3 separate regions of the Mus musculus genome follow, and regions 2 and 3 are each linked to region 1. A link is a contact called in public HiCAR-type and promoter capture Hi-C data. All regions are on one chromosome and are shown on one strand. The core of a region is the stretch at or near the end of the contact, and the rest is flanking DNA. Distances in the headings are between cores, read along the strand shown.

Region 1 (3,381 bases), core at 839-3,338:
AAATTTCATAATATTACCTTTTGGTTATCTATCATAGCATATCATACTTTGGGTTCAAGCTGCATATGGAATAATTACTACATATTTGGGGTTAGTAACCAGACAAAATTTATAAGTAAACATGTGATTCTTTTTAATACATTTAGCTTTGCTTAAGAAAAAGGAAACTATTTAAGAGTGGTAAATATGCACATGGTTATTTCTTCTAACCAGTGACTAAGCTGTGTGTTTCATAATTATGAGGTATGAGCTATATTATACCCATTAGTGGTTACATTAAATTCATCATATCTTTCCTAATTTTATTCATAATTACACGAGTCATTTCTTTGAAGGCATTTTGCTTGGTTATTTAAATAAAAATTATTGAATTTCATTACAAAAGTACATGTAATACGATAAATTTGACTGTAACATAGACAAGTAACTTGTATGTAAAACTGACATGGTATTTCTGCCGCTTTGACTTCACAGAGTGTGCACATTCTGGGTTCTCCAATATTATAATCTTTTATGAACTGCATGAATGACATTTGAGCAATACATGTCCAAAATAATTTTAACCTATAGGAAGCATGAATGCAATAGCTGAAGGTAAAGTTTAAGCCAGAGGTCAAATGTTATGTCTTGGGTAATTTAGTAACAAATCTAAGTGCAAAAGAAGTTACTGTCTGGGTGCTTGGTATTGTAAATAGAACTAATGTAGCATTAGATTTTACCTGACTGCAACAGAAAACTCCATAATAGACTTTGTTTTTTCTGCACATGCACTTTGGTATGTTGAATAACTGATCCTTCTGGTCTGAGAGAGTGCTGTAGGAGGTAACGTAACTATGTCAGCTGCATATATGATCCAATAGCAATCAACTGTTTTTTTGACCTGGCTTCCCAAATATGGTAGATACCTAGCTCATGGTTCCTTGCTGGTGCTGAACAAGATGAAATCCTAGGTGAGTTTGAAGTCCCAGCTGCCTCTTAGGTTTGACAAAGTGCTCCTTTGCAAGGAATTTAGACTGGCATCCTTTCTAGGAGGGGAAGGGAGAACTCCTGTTTGGAATTTTGGTCCTTAGAACCATTTAGTTGGGTTTTGTTTGCATCATCTGAAGGTGCTTTCGTTTCCTAATTGGCAGAGTTAAGGTAGGACCCATCTATCTCCTCTATTAGTTGATGTGAAGTTACTGTGATGTAAAAACATGTTCATACCAAGGTGAGAAATTAAAATAAGGAGACTTTTTTTTTAATAAAAAGAGCACATAGAATAGAAATATTGGTGATGATAAAAATACCTTCTTAAAATGCATATCCAGACTTAATTTCAGAGTGAGTGTTAGTTTGCATTTGCATTTAAACTGTGATATAGGACCGACAAAATATTAACCCATATAAGGAGACGCCTTCTTTCAAGATTACAAATTATCATAATGGCTAAACCCTTGACTTGGATAAAACATAGTTTGTTAACTGAAGCTCAGCTCCTAGGTGTCACCGAACGAACGCCTAACTCATAGATTCTGAATTAAGGTTGTGAGTTTTTAAAAGGATAAGTTGCAAAGCAAGTTCCAGACTAAACGAATCTCTTCTCAAGACCCATTTAAAAATGTTAATGGTGAAATATTATCTGGGTCCTAGCCAAAGAACTGAAGCCTTTGGCCTCCTAGCAACCCTTGCAGAATCCTCCGCCAGGCTTTCATTGTTAAGCTGCTAATAGCTAACACGTTTGCCCATTCTCCCTCTACTTCATAGAAACAGCTTTTTTTTTTTAAATCTTCTCCAGACCTGTAAGTAGGTAGGTACTTTAGGAAAAAGTGTTAAAAGTATCCGTTCTCCTAAGTTTCAGGTCCTCAAAAAAAATTTTAAAAAAAGTATTGAAAAAGTGTAAAAGATAACATGCAACTACTCCCCAAAGATCTTAATTGGGAGCTACTGGCGCGGGAGGATGTGTGTGTGTTGACAGAGGTTCCCACAAGTTCTTCCCCCACAGCTGTTTATTCAGATATCATGGGGCGCGTCATTTACATAATAAATTTTTTTTTAAAGCAGCGAGGTTGAGTCAGACCAAGCTCTGCTCCTCTCAATTGTTGCATTTAAACCAATAAGGTTAGGACAAGAGACTAGCTGTGGTTTGCGTTGCAAAAACAAAACAAAACAAAAAGCCCCGAGGCTTCGTGGGCAGACCTACAAGGCTGCGCAAACAAATCGGGGGATGAGATTTTGCTGTTTCTTTGTCTAGGCGTCTCAGATGCTATCTGCCGCTGCCGTTCGCTGGGGCGCAAAGCCGTTCCCAAACAGACCGCGGCGAGCTGATGGCTCCGAGCTTGCGGCGAGGTAGCGAGTGTGCAGGGCCACTTCCGACTGGAAGCCTTCCTGTGGCGGTGCGCGGTGGCGGGGTCCTTCCTGGGGAAGGCGATCGCGCTCAGTCGCTCCACAGCCCGAGCCTGCAGCAGCGCCCGGGCGCAGTCCCCGGGAGCCGGGCAATCCCCGGCCTCTGCGCTCCGCTGCCAGCCGCGTCACAGCGCCTCTGAGAGCTCCCGGGTCCCCGTGTTCCTGCACAGCAGCCAAACTATGTCAGGAATGGAGGTCTGCTAACACAGAAAACTCCAAGGAGCACACTAAACCGGTGGAGGCAGCAGATGTGAGCGCTGTAAGTACAAGCTGGTGTTTGAAAAACTGTAATGACCAAGTACTACTTACTGTCTGGTGGGCAAAGCCCGAGATAACTGGAGAGCCTTTATTAGGGTTTTGGTTTGTTTTCAAAGAAAAAAAGCACTGTGGCTTGGGGAAAACAATAACACTGTTTCTGGGACTTTAGAAGCCGCTGGGTTCCGTCGTAAAATTGTAATCTTTACCCTCCAAATGATCGGAGCCATTAGGATCATTAAAGGATCATTGCAAATTAACTACTTTTGTTCTGATTTTTATAGATAAGTAGAACACTAGGTAATATTCTCAGACGGGGGAATTATTTCATATCTTTTCTTAATTGCTGCACTAGCCCCAGAATATTGAGTGGTATTGAACAGGGTTATATCCATACATAGATGTATAGGTACGAAAGGTATACTTAGTGGTATTTATTACACAGATCACTTTTTCTACGGCTAGGTTGATAAATGAGGAAAGGTTTACAACGGAAAACTCAGCAGATGAACAACGAGCTGATAACTATGTTTTCAAGAAGGACACCTTTTTGTTCCAAAGCAAATTTATCAAAGACTTTACTAAGCAGGCTCATCTTCAGTATTCGATACAATAAGCCTTTGGTCCCTTAAAGTATTTGTCCCTCTCTGGCCCTTTTTGTGATTTGAATGCACTTGGAAGCTAAACTCCAGATTTTGAAACTTTTGAATATTCGTGTAAAGCACGGCCCTTCAAAATCAGTAT
Region 2 (3,370 bases), core at 116-2,615, 1.3 Mb after region 1:
AGAGCGGCGAGCTGTGCCTGGCGGTTCTGTCCTCCCACCGGCTGTGTGTGTGTGTGTGTGTGTGTGTGTGTGTGTGTGTGTGTGCGTGCGCGCGCGCGGAGGGGATGTCCCTAGGATTCCGCGTTGGTTCCGAGAGCTCGGGGCGGGGATCCGCGTGTCCATCCCATGCGAGTCTGCGTCGCGATGCGGCTGCTCCCTCAGCCAGGGGCTCCGACGCCGGGATTCCCCAGCTCGGCGTGCAGCCACGGGTGGAGTTCCCCGGGAAGGCGCAGGGGTGAGCGGGCGGAGCCCAAGTGCCGGCTTGCAAGCCACTGGCAGTCCGGTCCTGAACAATACTGGGAGATGTTGTAGCCGCCTCTCTCATCTTTTTTCTTTTCGCAGCAGCATCACAAAAGCTCAGAACGAAACCCAACGCAGCAGAACCCCAATGCCTCCCATCTGGTGCACTTCGCCGCCGGGGCAGGAGGAGTATAGGGTTCCCCAAGATTAGGGATGGGGTTTACAGCGGAGGCGCACCTGTATTAGCGCTCGCTGAATTCAAACCAAGCGCTGGCTCGCACAAAGTGAACTCGTGTGTGTGTGTGTGTGTGTGTGTGTGTGTGTGTGTGTGTGTGTGTTATACTTCAGGCCTTCGCACACCTCACGCTCTCAGGGTGTGCTTGGCAAATAGCACACCTCCGGGCCGGCGTGCCTGTGTTGAGCCGTTTCGGTGGGCTCCCCGCGCACGCTGTGCCAGCTTGCCAGCGTCTCTTTGTTTGGTGTGGCTTCACTCAACCATTTGCAAAGCAAATTGATTTTCGGTTTCGCTCAACCTTGCGCTCTGGGACTTAACGTGGGCCACAGCCTCGAATGCCCTCGTTACTTGTAATTGAATATAGTTCTTTCCGGCAAGGGGCTATTTTTAGTGTAGAGAATAACCACGCAAGCATGTTGATCCCCTCCCCCCACGCGCTGTCTTTGACTTTAAGTAGGTGTTTGATGGAGCGGACGCATTCACATCTCGTCGCGCACACGTGCCAGTGTACAAGTGTGCACACATATTTCTACACGTAGTTTTCTTTCTACCGCTTAAAAATGTATTTTAAAATTTGAGACCAGGAATGTATTGTGTGCTTGTAAAAGGAAAAAAAAAACTTTCCTTTGTTCTTCTGGGAATCTTCTATTTTGAGTCATGGAGTAGGAGTACCAGAAGGTTGCTATTAGTTCACTCGAATAAAAGACACTGCCTTCTGAGTCAGAGCTGCCAGGCTGATAATTATTAACATATAAAAGCAAACGCACTGTTTAAGGCAAAAGGGGCGGGGCGGGGGCAGGCCCGCCGCAGACAATGAGCGAGAGTCTTGGCGGACCGCCTGCTGCTCATTGTTCCGGGACTTGAGGCTGCAGTCTCTGCAGGTCCCTCCTGCACGGTTCAGCTCCTGGCTAGCACCTCGGTCCCTCTGGGGTCCACGAGGTTACTTAGCACTAGTCACCGGACCCCGGGTTGCCAGCCCCAAGTGCATCCGTCCCTCTGACCATCAATTCTCTGCTTTACAGGTCGGCAGCTTCACGACCCTGTGTGTCACAAGCCTTGCGGTGGGCACCGAACACCCCTGGAGCCACAAAGTGGGATGTTGTTCGGACAGTTGCGCTAAGAGACCCCACACTGGGCCCAGGTCGCTCTAGCTTCTGGCCACCGTCTGAGAGGCGGCGGCGGAGGGGATGAGCACCGGACGCGCAAAGCGCCTACCGCGAGCTATCCCTGAGAGTGGACACCAAGCAGGACTCCTCGAAGGACCGCGTGGACCTTTACCTCCCCCGGTACAAGGTGGCTTCTTGTTGTGCCTCGGGTCAGGATGCTCTGGGCACCTCCCTGCTGCTGAGATGTTTTGCTTCCAGGCTCTGCCATCCCCAGCCCGGGTCTCAGGAGGAGACGACTGAGTGGGCCGGGCATCAGCCCCTCGTTCAGGTGGATGAAAAGTGCCGGAGGCCTTATATGGAATCAGCGATCACATTTTAAGAGCCATGGACGAAGGGGATGCGCAGTCTCGGGCCCAACAGCAGCTAGAGGCACCGTCTTCGGTTGGAGCTGTCCAAGAGAAGTGCGAGTCAGAGTCCTTCAGGTCTAAGAGTTTACCGGTCCTGCACAGCGCCTCCTGCCGGCAGAATTTCAGTGCTGGGAATGCAGATGGCAAACTGGCCTTGGGTTGCAATGAAGCTCCAGGTCGCCAGGAGACGCATCTAGGACGGAACTTGATAGTCCCCAGCCCTTCTGCTCCATCCACTTCGGCAGGCACTACAACGGAACTCATGGACTGTAACCACAGGATGGACCCCAGCAAAACTGTGTCAGTATCTTCCACTTTGGCCACACTCCAGGAGAGAAGGTGTCTCTACGTGGTCCTTACGGATTCTCGCTGCTTCTTAGTGTGCATGTGTTTTCTGACTTTCATCCAGGCGTTAATGGTCTCTGGGTACCTGAGCAGTGTCATCACCACCATCGAAAGGCGCTATAGCTTGAAGAGTTCTGAGTCAGGGCTGCTGGTCAGCTGCTTTGATATAGGAAACCTGGTGGTGGTGGTGTTCGTCAGCTACTTTGGTGGCCGTGGGCGAAGGCCCCTATGGCTGGCAGTGGGTGGACTTCTTATTGCCATCGGGGCTGCGCTCTTCGCTTTACCTCACTTTATCTCACCCCCCTATCAAATCCAAGAGTTGAACGCTTCGGCCTCCAACGATGGCCTTTGTCAGAATGGCAACTCCACAGCCATCTTGGAGCCTCCTCCCTGTCCCAAGGACTCGGGAGGAAATAGTCACTGGATCTACGTGGCTTTATTCGTTTGTGCACAGGTTCTCATTGGAATGGGCTCTACACCGATTTACACCCTGGGACCAACCTATTTAGATGACAACGTCAAGAAAGACAATGCATCCTTGTACCTAGGTAAGACTTGGAATTCTCAGGCATGTAGTTGGCTCACAGTGACATTCTTTTTCTTCCCCAGTCACAAAGGAACACAACCTTTTGTGTTTTCAAGTATATTAAGCATTATGGTTCATTCCTTTTGAGTCCTGCTTTTGGTGTAGTATGTTTTCAGTTTGGGATAAAGAGCTCTTTGAAATAATTTCACAGTTGTCTTTTCTCACCAATACAAAGGCTGAAAAATAGGACAGCACAGGGCCCGTTCCTCTTGTTGTTCACTTTTGGGGAACCTCTATTTGTCAAGTTTATCTTCTAAGCTTTCTTTCCAAGAAATGACCAGAAAGGAGGAGAGCTCACCAGCAGTTTTGAGTCATTGCTTTGCATTGTTACATCTGTTTCTCATCCCTAAAAGCAGATGATGGGGTAGCCAGACCACATATGCTATGTCACTTCACTTCCAAACTCTATTCT
Region 3 (3,483 bases), core at 200-2,699, 1.5 Mb before region 1:
TCGAATTAATTTTTTAAAAATCTTTAAAAAGTTGTAATATTACTGTTCTAACAAACCATAACTCAAATGTGAAACAGATACTCAAAATTGTTTTTACCAAGATTCACATCTAAATTATAAAATGTATCAAATCACTACTTTGCAATTTATACCATGAAGTTCTTTGTATTTTAGGAAGTAGTATACATATGTAAAGGTTTCCATTGAACTTGTTCAATTCATAATCAACTTTATAACATTTATTTCTTTTTTGTTTGGTTGGTTGGCTTTTCGGGACAGGGTTTCTCTGTATAGACCTGGCTGTCCTGGAACTCACTTTGTAGACCAGGCTGGCCTGGAACTCAGAAATCCGCCTGCCTCTGCCTCCCAAGTGCTGGGATTAAAGGCGTGTTTGAACAAACACAAAGATACACTTGGCAGTGAATATGTACACTGGTAAGCCAACCATATTCCTGGATGTCTCTCACCAACACACAGGCCAGAAGACAAACTTGGGTCTGAGTTTTCAGGCACTGTCAAACTTTTTAAACATTTAAACAAAAGATTCATTTATTTTTATTTTATGAATATGGGTATTTTACCTGCACGTCTGTCTGTGTAACATGTGTATACAGTGCCCGTTGAGGCCAAAAGACGGAAATTTGATCCCCTGGAGTTTAAAAATCCTTCCTCCCCAGGCCTTTGTTTTTGGCCTTCCACTGGCCTAAAGCTTGCCAAATTGGGTTGGGCCAGGGGTCAGTGAGCCCTAGTCACCGGTCTTCCCAGCGCTGTAAGTATATGTGTATGGCATAGGCTCTGGGGATCAAACGCAGGTTCCCTGGCTTGCAAGATAAGCATTGACAAGCTGTACTACCTCCCTTGGCAGCCGCATCCCGGCCCTTCTTAAATGTTTCTATATTCATCTGTTAGAGTTTGGCTCCAGAAGCAGCGGTAGCAACTGGGCTGGCTCCCTTTAAAACAAACAAACAAACATTCTGTCCAGGGGACGCGGAAGGCGTGGGGGCGGGAGCCAGGACTTCCAGCAAACAGGAAGCGGCCGGTTTCGCGCCGTCTCCCGCCTGGGATCCCGCCCCGGTGTGTGCGGGGCAAGCAGGTCTCGGCCGCGACGCAGCCTCCGGCCCGGGAGCCCGCACTCACCCTCGGCGCTGTCACGAGTACGACGAAAGTCCTCGGAGCGGCCGTCACGGAAGGCTCGGCACAGAGACAGGCAGAGGAAGTCGAGCATCCAGCCCGCAGCCACGGCCTCCACCTCAGCCACAAGCTCCGCGTTCTCCATCTCTCTCGGGGTCCCCAGCTGAAGCTGGCACTGGAGCAGCTCCGCGTCGTCTCCCACCTCCTCCTGCTCTGGAGAATCCGAATCTGTCCAGCCCTCACGGCTCGGCGCGTCCCGGGCCGCTGAGGAGACCGTCTCCGCCATGTTAAACCGAAAGCGCTCGCCGTGCCTCAGCTGGCGCCGTGCGCTGATTTGCTCGCGGTGGGCGTGGAAGTCAGCCAATCGCATCGCTAGGGTGGGCTAGTGGCTGGAGCTTGGCTTCCGATTGGCTGAGAACTGCTAAATTCCTTGTCGATCCGAGCCCAGGCGTTTTGGATAGTGTAGCTTCTGGATGATAGGCTAAGATACATTTTAAAAAATGCAATCTGCGCTGGAAACAGGGTAGTTAAAACCGAGAGGTTTTTGACTGCAGATTTTGACTGCATGGCACTGCGCGTCTATAATCCCAGCAGCACTCAGGAGGTGGAGACAGGAAGATTAGGAATTAGGGCCATCTTCAACTACAAAGTCTAGGCCAGCCTGGAGCACTTGAGCGTTATGGCAGCAGCAGCACCAGAAATTTTAACTTGTCGCCATAAACATGAGCATTTAACCCTGTTACACTGTAATCACACTGTCTTTCTACCCTATGTGTTCATTTTATTGAAATCCGGGGTTATTAAAGCTGAAATTGCTGGGCTCTGATTTTTCACTAAAGTTCTGCCTGGGGTGAGCGGGTAGGATGGTGCTGACCCTGGAATTCGCAAGTCTAGTCAGTTCCCCATGAATGCTGAGACTGTTAGTCCCAGGACCACATTTTGATCACTATTACTGTACAATGTTTGCATTGAATGAAAGTATAACAACGTAAAAACAGAATTCTAGGCCTTTAGGCCCAGGCTTGGGAATGTGGCCTTTGTAAAGGTATGCTAATCATAAAAGAGATAGCGACATTCCTCTACCCACCCGCTTCCTGGGTTCAAAGAGTGCTCATTCAAAGAAAGTCACCCTGGCCATTACCAGAACCTGCAATGCAAATGTGCTATTGTTAGGGGCTCTTAGAAGCTGTCTTGAGAGTTAACAATTACCAGGTATTCCTTGTGACTCTATTAACTTTACACTTCCTTGTGACTCTTAACTGGTATCTTTGGTATCTTCCAACAACGCCCTCCCCACTTCCTTGAGTTTCGGTTTCTTCCTTTAAATACCCCCTTACCCAGCTACTGGGGCGCCACGGTCCTCTACCCCTGCGTGGTGTATGACCATGGGCCCGAGAGCGCTCTTGAATAAAAAATCCTCTTGCAATTTGCAGCAAGACCCGTTTCTTGTGGGTGATTTTGGGGTGTCGCCTCTCCTGAGTCAGAACGTGGGGGAGCCCTCACATTGTGGGTCTTTCATGACCATGAGGGCATATTACCCCCAGGCTCTAGAGATGGTGTTGCAGTAAATATTATTTGGGGGTTCTACCCTGTGGGGAATTGCAGGTTGGTCTCCAGTTGAGCTGAGGTCTTAACCCCGATGGTCATAATGCACCTTCATGACACAGTAGGCGTTCCCTCATGCTCCTGGAACTCTGGCTCCTGCCTAAGTTACCGCCCCCCCCCCCACACACACACACACAGCCCCCACAAGAGAAGCATGTTCAGTAGTCACGTAGGCAATGGCCCTAGCTTTTGACCTTCAGGCTCAACTCCTCCCCAGTTACCTAACAACAGTAAAGAACATAAAAAGGGCTGTTACGCTCTTACTGCTTACTCTTGTCTCCCTCTTACCCCTCACTCTCACCATCTCTCCTCTCTTTGTCTTCTCTCCTCTCTCCTCTCTGTTTTCTCGTCTCGTCTCCTCTCCTCTCTCCCTCTTACTCTCTTTCTCTCTAGCCCGCCCCCCCCCCTCTCTCTTCTCTCTTTCTCCTGCATTTCTATAATAAAGCTCTTAAACCATAGAGAGTCTCTGCTCATCAAGGCTGCGTGCACTCTTGCAGGTGTTGGGAACCTCTTCCCTCATCCCTCTCTCCTATAACCCCGGGGCTTTAGCAAGGTAGCTCCGGGAATCCCAGGTAGGGCTGCCCCTGAGCTATGCCCTGAAGAGTGGGATAGAGGAATGTTCACCCAGGGATGAGTGGAAGGTAGTTAGCAGCCCTACCACACCTGACTGACCAGAGACTAGATGGAACTCCGACGGGGTGTGGGCCTTTTCCCTTCCCCTTCTTCCCCAGGGCCCCCTTTTAGTTC

Evidence for each region. Promoter capture Hi-C pulls out the DNA fragments that hold promoters and counts their contacts. HiCAR-type assays count read pairs that join an accessible place to other places.
Region 2: a promoter capture Hi-C map of pre-B cells shows a contact between it and region 1, with 2.6 times the contacts expected there. The contact joins the promoter of Slco5a1 here to the promoter of Eya1 in region 1. A contact is called at or near these places in 4 of 39 promoter capture datasets (hippocampal neurons, liver and pre-B cells), 1 of 115 datasets of contacts at active chromatin or transcription factors (astrocytes) and 1 of 9 other capture datasets (liver).
Region 3: a contact with region 1 is called in a HiCAR-type map of astrocytes, with 2.4 times the contacts expected there. The contact joins the promoter of Terf1 here to the promoter of Eya1 in region 1. A contact is called at or near these places in 1 of 39 promoter capture datasets (hippocampal neurons) and 2 of 115 datasets of contacts at active chromatin or transcription factors (astrocytes and embryonic stem cells).

What each region holds. Positions count from the first base shown.
Region 1 is chr1:14,308,906-14,312,286 of GRCm38.p6, reverse strand. Eya1 (EYA transcriptional coactivator and phosphatase 1) reads left to right here and starts at 2,088. Exons shown (of 18, transcript NM_001310459.1): 1 at 2,088-2,641.
Region 2 is chr1:12,989,130-12,992,499 of GRCm38.p6, reverse strand. It overlaps Slco5a1 (solute carrier organic anion transporter family, member 5A1), which reads left to right and starts at 1,365. Exons shown (of 9, transcript NM_172841.2): 1 at 1,365-2,920. The coding sequence starts at 2,005.
Region 3 is chr1:15,803,612-15,807,094 of GRCm38.p6, reverse strand. Terf1 (telomeric repeat binding factor 1) reads right to left here and starts at 1,449. Exons shown (of 10, transcript NM_009352.3): 1 at 1,138-1,449. The coding sequence starts at 1,417.